Regions from separate parts of the Mus musculus genome. Here region 1 is linked to region 2. The links are chromatin contacts, called in public Hi-C maps. All regions are on one chromosome and are shown on one strand. The core of a region is the stretch at or near the end of the contact, and the rest is flanking DNA. Distances in the headings are between cores, read along the strand shown. Region 1 has its middle 61 kb from the start of Sec14l1. Region 2 overlaps Mxra7 (matrix-remodelling associated 7).

What was found. Hi-C and Micro-C count contacts between places; a contact is called where the count stands out from the background.
Region 1: a contact with region 2 is called in a Hi-C map of the N1E-115 cell line, with 3 times the contacts expected there. The contact joins two enhancer-like sites. A contact is called at or near these places in 1 of 39 promoter capture datasets (embryonic stem cells), 4 of 484 Hi-C or Micro-C datasets (the N1E-115 cell line and embryonic stem cells), 1 of 115 datasets of contacts at active chromatin or transcription factors (astrocytes) and 1 of 9 other capture datasets (embryonic stem cells).

Annotation. Positions count from the first base shown.
Region 1 is chr11:117,173,791-117,178,263 of GRCm38.p6, forward strand. No RefSeq gene overlaps it. Among named protein-coding and RNA genes, the nearest start is that of Sec14l1, 61 kb to the left of the region's middle. Within about 2 kb of position 2,736, at least 108 of the 459 cell types and tissues checked have an H3K27ac peak or open chromatin away from gene starts, as enhancers often do. A contact at or near this core is called in the N1E-115 cell line, where this site is marked.
Region 2 is chr11:116,811,854-116,816,024 of GRCm38.p6, forward strand. It overlaps Mxra7 (matrix-remodelling associated 7), which reads right to left. Exons shown (of 4, transcript NM_026280.3): 3 at 70-163. Among named protein-coding and RNA genes, the nearest start is that of Mxra7, 14 kb to the right of the region's middle. Within about 2 kb of position 1,253, at least 129 of the 459 cell types and tissues checked have an H3K27ac peak or open chromatin away from gene starts, as enhancers often do. A contact at or near this core is called in the N1E-115 cell line, where this site is marked.

The DNA of each region.
Region 1 (4,473 bases), core at 1,486-3,985, 360 kb after region 2:
CAGATTCACACTCAACTTTTGGGCCAGCCTGGCTCATAGACATCAGAAGGCTGGGGTAAGAGCTAGTCTTCTCCATTGCTAATGTTCTGTTGGTGACCCCCTGGTAATCTGGGGGTGGCACTTGGGCACTGGTGACATCTGGTTTCCTGCAGTCTGTGAGGAGTTATTGCTTGAACCAACTCTTTCATGCAGGGGCTGCAGAGTGCCCAATTCCTTTCCTCTCCCATCCCCCTCCCCCTCCCCCTCCCACCTCCCTCCCCTCTCCCACCTTTCCTCCCCTTTCTCCTCTTCCACTTTTTTTTTTAATGACACGCTCTCACATAGCCCAGGCTGGCTTGGACCTTCACTGGATAGCTGAGGAAGACCTAGGCCCTCTGATCCTCCTGCCTTCAGCAGGCATGTGCCACCATGCCCAGTTTATGTAACACTGGGAAGAAAACCCAGGGCCTCACGCATCCCAGCTAAGGAAGCTTCCAACTCAGCCACAGCACTCTTTTTTTTTTTTTTTTAAATGAAACAAAATTAGAATTCCCTGAGAAAAACGTGTACACTGAAGCACAAGCATTAAGACTGAGGATGCTAATGCTCCGCTCCGCTGGCAGTTGTCGGAAGCTGCAGAGGGAAGAAGGCTTGTCTTGGTTCATGGTCCTATCTGTACTTTTGGTTACTTTATTGGCTTTTTCCCCTACTGCTCTTCTCCATCCTATTCCTTCCAACCTCCAACACTAGGTAGGAAAGAAAGAAGGCTGGGGTGGGGGTGGGGGCGGACGGGGCATCGATCCCGTTAGACTACTTCCTGCTGACTAGGGGCGCTGAGTTCCTTGGAGCAAATCCAATCTTTGCAATCAGGATACCTCCAAGCAGCCGGAGCAGCTGCTGCAGCCTCTCTCCGGGCGGTTCTGGCATTTTTATACCGTCTCAAGAGTCCCCAGAATTCCATACACACTATCTTCAGCAGGAAGAATCACGCCCCTGCCAGAGCCCGCGATAAATCATAGTTAGCTGCTGTGGACAATCTGAGGCAGCCCCAGATTCCACACCTGGGATTGAAACAAAAACATATTCCTGTAACATTTGCTGTGTTTTTAGAGAAGTCAAGATTCTCACAGCACATGGTTGCGAGGAGTTTCAGTTACTCAGGATTTGGGAAGGCATTGCTGCTGAAGTGGCTCTTTCTCGTGGCAGTAGGAGCTCACAGTCCCGCTTGTAGACATCTTCGTAAGCAGGAAGCACAGTGCGCAGGAAGCACAGTGCGCGCTGGGAGGAAGCAGGCTCGGTCTGTACCCCTCAAGGCCCATGTCTTCCAGCTGGGCTCTAGGTCTCAAAGGTTCCATAGTCCCTAAAACAGCACTTCCAGCCGGGGACCATGTGTCCAAACAGAGGAGATCCTGGCGATACTTTGTATTCAGACCGTAGTAAGGTTTAGGGGAAAGGGATTCGGGTGGGATTCCCCTGTGGGCGTGACTTCCCAGAGTGGGCGTGGCCTCCCGAGTGGGCAGGGCTGCTTGAGCGAATTACTCAGGTTGCAGCTTTTATTGTCTTCCTAAATTTATTTTAACTATTTGCTTGGAGATAGGTCTCACTAAGTGGCCCTGGCTGGCTTTGAACTCACACAGATCCTCCTGCCTCTGCCTCCCAGTGCTAGAATTAAAGGTGTGAATGTCACCATGCTCTGACGTTATTGTTTTTTAAAGATTTATTAGTTATTCATGAGTGTATGCCTGTGTGCATGTGTGTGTGTACACACGTGTGCAGTGTCCTCAGGATCCAGGAGGCGACACTAGACCCCGGAGCTGCAGTCACAGGCGGTGGTAAGGTGCAGCTGTGGGTACTGGGAATCAGAGCTCCATCTTCTGTAACTGCGTGCTCTCGCCGGCTGAGCTTTCTAACCAACCTCTGCTCTTTACATAACTCAGCCGGCCTGCAAATTCATGCTCCATCTCCCTCAGACTTCTAAGTGCTAGAACCGCAGGGTCCAACTTTCGAACATCGTTTATCCCGGTATTGCCTGGCACTCTTCCAAAAGGAGACATTCCCCCCTCTGCTAGGCAACCTGTCTTGGCTGTCAGGGTGGGCTCTGAAACCTGTTCCCCAGCCTTCTAGTTTCATGACTGGTAGCAAATGTAGCCATCACTGCAAGAAGCAAATGAGCTCTCACACACTTCTCATCCATTTTTATTAATAAGAGAAAGGTATTGTGAGTGTGTGCGCCTGTGCATCCTGCTCCCTGCCCCAGGGCCTTTGCACCCACCCTCTCTGCCTGCAGTACTCTTACCCCCGCTCTTTGCATTGCCACCCCTTCCTAACAACCTGGTTTAAAGAAACACGGCCTGCCTGGAACTTCCTAGAATGGCCTCAGTAACTTTCCCCACTGGACTCAAGTTTCCCCGAGAGCAGGGAGCTCACAGGCCAGAGATAGCAGCTAGGCTTCACTGCACTGTGACCCTGAGCCAGACTCTGTGCCAAGGAGGAGACAGGAGGATGGTCACCACCACCCGTACCGCCCCCAGCCCCCCCCTCCACAGAGGCACTTGTGAAGGTGCTAGATTCTAAGATGGTGGTACTGGGGTGGAAGAGAAGAGAGGACAGGCGCTGGGTGTGGCAGGTGATCTGGGTTTCTGTCTCACTGCGGCCTGGATGAGGTCACCTCAGCAAGGTCGGGGGAGGGGGCAGGCTGGGGACCGGGCTGACACTGGCCTGTGAGCTGAGCTGGGCTTGGCCAGAACTGGTGTTACCTGTTCCTCCTGCCAGCAGAGGGCGATACCAGAAGGAACCTGGAGACTGTTTCATACATGTATGTGTGCTGTGTATACACACATAGTGTGCATGTGTGTTCATGTAGTATGTATATGCATGTGTGGGTACATACACACACATATATATATGACTGTGATTGTGTGCATGTTGCTATGTATGTGCATTTTACGCATGTCAGTGTTTGTGTGCTGTATACCTGTGTACATATACCTTTGAGCTTGGGTGTATATTTTGTGTGTAAATGTGTGTTTACACTTGTGTACATACGTGCATATACACATATTTGAGTGTGTGTTTGTGTACATGTGTATATGTGGATGAGCGTGCATGTATGTGAGTATGTATTTGTGTACATGTGAATGCTTGTGTGTAACAGGAGGCTCTAGGGACAGGTGGAACACAGGGTCACAGATGCTCTCAGTAATTGTCCATCTCCTCTTCCTGGCTGCGGGCTATGTTCCTCTTATCTATGGATCGGGGATCATAAACAATTATACTCAGTGTGTTAGTCACACACCGGCCCTGCCTGGCCCTGGAGTGCATGCCTTCTGCAGACTGGGATAGTCCTCTGAACAGCCCTGCAAATGACATTACTGAATGGGGCTGGGCCCAGGTGTCAGGGAGAGACCTGCTCCCCTACCCCACCCTCCACCCCTCGCTGTTCAGCTTACCTCTGGCCCTATGTGTCCTGCCCCTCTTTCTCCATTAGCACCCAGAATGAAGGGGACACAGGAACCTGATACGCAGGTTCAGAGCGGCTGAGGAGTGGAGTCAGTGGGTAACAATGAGAACCCCCTCACAGCAAGAGCCCAACAGACAGCATCAATGGTTTGAAAGAGGTAACAATGACCTAGGAAGGGGTCATCCAGTGGCCTGTCCCTTGAGACAAGCATGTTGCAAAATGCCTGCCCCTTGTTCTCCACTGTCCCTGCCAGCAAGTACTGACCCATGTGAGACCAACCTCATTCCTGAGGCGACATCGCCACCTGCTGGAGAGTGAGATCCTGTGTAGCTCAGGACCTGGAGCTCCTGGCTTTGGACACTCACCCTCTCCCGCCCCCCCCCCCCACCGCCCCCACCCCACGCACCCCCCCCCCAGCTTTGTGGCCCCCACCACACCTTTCCTTCCTCCCTCTCTCCCTCCCTCCCTCTTGGGTGTTCCAACCTGCATCTTGCTCTGATTCCCACCAGCCTACCACATGGGCACTGTTATCTCCAAAGCTTAAAGTCCACGGGTTGTACACAGGACTAGAGTCCAGGAACAATGGCTACAGAATCTCTTGAGACTGTTGGCCTGGAAGACCCTGGACTGCCAGCTTAGCTTTGACCTCCTCCAGGAAGTCCTTCTGCCCTACCCCATGAGGGTGACACTCCTGCCCCGCGTCACGTGCTTACTAAGTCCTCACTGGTAGCCAGCTTGTCACCGACCCCTAGGCAGCTGAACTTGAAGGTCACTGTCCTGAATTATGAGTTGGGGGTCTCCTGTAGCCCAGGCTAGCCTCAGGCTCACTAGATAAGCTAGAGTTATCTGAAAGGAGGGAACCTCAATTGTGCCTCCATAAATTCAATCTGAGGGGCATTTTCTTAATTAGTGATTGATGGGGGAGGGCCCAGCCCACTGTGGGTGATGTCACCCCTGAGCTGGTGGTCCAGGGTTCTCTAAGAAAGCGGGCTGAGCAAGCCAGCAAGCAGCACCTCTCCATGGCATCTACATCA
Region 2 (4,171 bases), core at 3-2,502:
GGGCTGCGGGGCTTGCAGGAGGCCCACCCCTGCTTGACCCTTACATTAGTGCTGCAGAAGCCGACCTACCTGTGTTCCTCCTCCAGTTCTTCTTTGGTCATCATCTTCTTGTACTGGCTTCCCCTCAGCTGCCCAGGGCTGTATTTAAAGGAGAAGGCTGCTCCTGTGGGGACAGTGAATACTGTTTATTGATGACCGGGGGGGGGGGGGGGGGGGGGGGGGGGCAGTCCCTCTCAAGTGCTTAGCAGTACCCCCTTTCCTCTGTGTGTATGTGTGTGTGTGTGTGTGTGTGTGTAGCTGGGGATTGAACTCAGGGCCTTGTACATGGCAGGCAAGCATTCGTCCTAGAACTGCATCCTCAGCTCTCCATTAATTTTCAACAAAGCTCAATCGGTAGATGAAAAAATAAAATAAAATAAAAAAAGCCAGAAGGTAGTGTCACGTGCCTCTGGAGTCCCAGCACTCAGGAGGCAGAGGTAGGTGAGTTTGAGGCCAGCCAGGTTTACCAAGAGAGTTCCGGGACAGCCAGAAATACACAAAGCAACCCTGTCTCAAAACAACAACAACAATAACAACAACAATAACAACAACAAAAATCCAACCCCCCAAAACAACCAAACCAAACCAAACACAAAACAGAAAGAAAGAAAGAAATGGAAAAAGAAAAAGACCTGCTGTCAGAGAGGCCAACAAGCTACAATGTTCTTGTAGTGGCCTGAGTGCATCCTGGAGGCACCCCCACGCAGTGACGTCATGTTCTCACCCCAGCACATCTTATACTTTCTATGAACTCCTGTGGTTTCTTACGCCTTGGTCTTTAATGGGGGGGGTGGGCACAGATGGAACTGAGACAGCCAGAGAGAAACTAATCCCTCTGCCATGCCCTTCCATCTTCCAGATGACATTCCCTCTGCAGGCCAGGTTAAGCCAGCCCAGAGCTGTCTGCCTGTCTGCGTCAACAGTCCAGCTGTTTGCCTGGGAGGGCTTCCTCTGCGCCACTGTGGCCTCCCCCCACCCCAGTGTGTGCTGATCAGAGCAAAAGCGGATACCATTCACATGCTGGGCCCCAGGGACTCAGGGACTCGGACCTTCCTTTTCTTCTCCTAGGCTTGGGACAGACATCGGGGCCGTGGTGGGATGCACAAATGCACAGGCTTGGCGGACTGCCAGCATCTGAGAGTAGCCTCCAGTCCTGCAGACTATTAGAAAGGCAGATCTGCAGGTCTGGCAGGAGGAGGGGGAGCAGAGGAAGGCCAGGGCATGCATGCATGAGACACGGCGTCCCAGCAGAGGGAAGCAGGGAAGCATGGAGAGGCGGGGTGTCCTGATGTAATAATCTGCTTGGAAGCAAAGCCTTCTGTGTCCCTTAATCCAACCTGTATCTGAGACAAGATGGCGGGCAGGCTGGCCAGCTTCTAGCTAATGTCTGTTAAGGTAGACCGGCTGAGGGTGGCTATAGCCGGTGACGCTGGTGTCCCCTCTTCCAGCTGCTATCCTAGAACTTTCTACTGCCTCCCGGAGAGTCTGAGACACCTCCACTGTAGGTCAGGCCCCCGCCACTCGCACACGTCTTCAGATATACAGATGCTGCCAAGAAGGAAGAAAAGCCACTGGGGTTAGGACTCTCACCTCGCCGAAAGGAAGGAGGTTCTGAAGATGAACTCAGAGCCCAAACGTTCCACAGAGCCATGCTGTGCCTCATCAAGCCTCACTTAGGAGGACTGGGGTCCTACCTAGCCAGCTGCCCAGGGCCCGAGGCTTTCCTCCGGAACCAATCTACTTCTTACAAGGACCTGCTTTGCTCCTGAATCGCTCTACATTTAGAGAACACAGTTCTAGGTGCTCTGGTGACCAGACGACAAGTGTGCAGCTAATGAAGACTCGAATCAGCAGCCGTTCCCTGGCAAGGGTGGTGGAGTGGGCGGAGTGGGTAGGGGGCTGAAAGAGCGCCGATGGGGCGGCTGTGGTAGCGTTCGTCCATCTTTAGTCCCAGCACATCGGGGTGGGAAGAGGTAGGTCTCTGTGAGTTCCAGGCCAGTCTGGTCCACATCAAGTTTCAGGCCAACTATACAGAGGGTACAGGGTGGCATGCTGACTATGGGTGAGGGGGACAGAGGCATATTGGTCAATTGGGGTTTGCCTGGCTGTCGGGGCCCTTGCTGCGATGAGGCTGCAGCTCTGAGAGTCTGAAGTTCTTTGCCTTCTCAGAAACCCTCCGCTCTCCTCTGCAGCTCCCCAGCACACTGGTCTGAAGCCTCACCAGGCTAATAAGCATAGCCCAGGACGGCCCACTCCATCTGGTCTAGTTCATAGGAACCAAGAGCTTTTCAAGTCCAGGGTGTGGCCGGAGACTGAGGAACTTCCCCGAGCAACTGCAGTCTGCTGCCCAGGGCTGCAGCTCCTACTGAGAAGGCCTTTGTTTATCCCAGATCCCTGAATATCCTGCATGCCAGGGACAACAACCGGGGCTTCAGCTTGCAAGCTGCCCCCTCGCTGGGCCCAGAAGCAGTACTGACAAAACCAAAGAACCCCGACATCTGGGCAGCTGTGTTGCTGTTCTAGAAAAATAAACACAAACGGCTCTGCCAGCTTGGTGCGCGCCTGGGTTCTGGTTTATGGGACAAGTCTGATTAGCCTGATGCTTTTCCAGCCTGCCAGGACAGCTGCCCTAACGCAGGCCTTAACTCAATCACACTCGGTGGGCCCAATCCAATTTAGTTAGAGCCAGAGGGCCGGGTGTGAGAGTCCCCAGGGAGTGCGTGCAGGATGGGGGCTTCCTCTTCCAGGCATCAGGCCGCTTGGGGACGTCATTTTAGCAACACTAATCAATTAGCCTGGGAGGCTGAGCTGCTTCCAGCAGGGGGGCTGGCGGGCAGTCTCACTTCCTTCTAACAGCTGAGACCGCTGGCCTTTCTCCCCTCTGCCTGGTTATAGATGGGAGGCCATGAATGTTGGGGGCTGTCCAAGGACAGAGGCTCAGACGAGTGGGAGGACTCCGGAGCAGACATGTGGCCAGGCGGGCAGAGGGCTTGACGTATGTGAGACTGTCAGCGGAGTTAGGGATGGTAGCCTGTAGGTGTGCCTGCTTGGTTTGCCCCAGTTTTAACCTCCCTTCTGCATGCTCCAGTCACCAGTAGGACTTTGGTAGCCACGCCAGCAGGGACAGACAGACAGACAGACTCATGGGACTGCTGTTAACTCCTATCTCCATGATTCAGGAGCAGAGAGCAAGGGCCTGGCTGGCCAGGTGTTGATATCCCCACCTACCTCTGCCCGTGCCTAAGGGGCTATGCCAACAGAAACCCACAGCCCTGTTCTCCTCGAGAGGGCCTGGGGACTTTCTGGGCTCTGTAGCTAGCTCAGTTACCACATTCCTGAACCCACTGCTTCCCATGGAGCCTGCCAGCCAGCCAGCCGTTGGCTTAAAGCTGCAGCCAGTTCTGCTTTAAAAAAAAAAAAAAAAAGAAAGAAAAGAAAAGAAAAGAAAAAAGGAAAAAAGTATCGCCAGGCACTAGCTGTACTGATCTAATAAATATTAACATTTTTACTGTTTTTTTTTCTTTTTTGTTTGTTTTGTTTTGTTTTGCTCCGGTTTCTCTTTGAAGGAAATAAAATATGACAGATCAGCCAGCCTGCCAACCAGCCAGCCTGTCTGTCTGTCTGTCTAGAACACACTGGGGCCTCTTGGTTCCATGTGTTCCTGTGGTTCCCCATCTGAGCCACCCCAGGCTCTGGAGAAGCAGCCCCCGTCTCCTGGAGGGCCCCTCAATCAAATGTACCAGAGAAAGAGGAAAGGCAGGTATGGATGGGAGAAGGGAGAAGATACCCAGCAGCCAGGAAAAGCCCAGAAGCTTTTACCTCTACGGGGTGTCCTCCTGCACCCAAAGATGCTTATACCACAGACAGAAAAGCCAGGAACAAGAGTTCAAACAAGGAATGGAGGGAGGGGAGGATGAGGGGGAGGGGAGGGAGAAGGGGAGGGGAAGGAGAGGGAAAGGGGGAGGGGAAGGAGGGGGGAATGGGGAATCGGAGGGGAGGATGAAGGGGAGGGGAAGGTGGGAAGGAGGTGAGGATGGGCAGGGAGGTAAGGGTGGGCAAGGAGGGGAGAGGGAGGGCAGAGGGAGGGGAGGAGAGGGTGGGCAGGGAGGGGAGAGGAGGGGAAGAGAAGGGA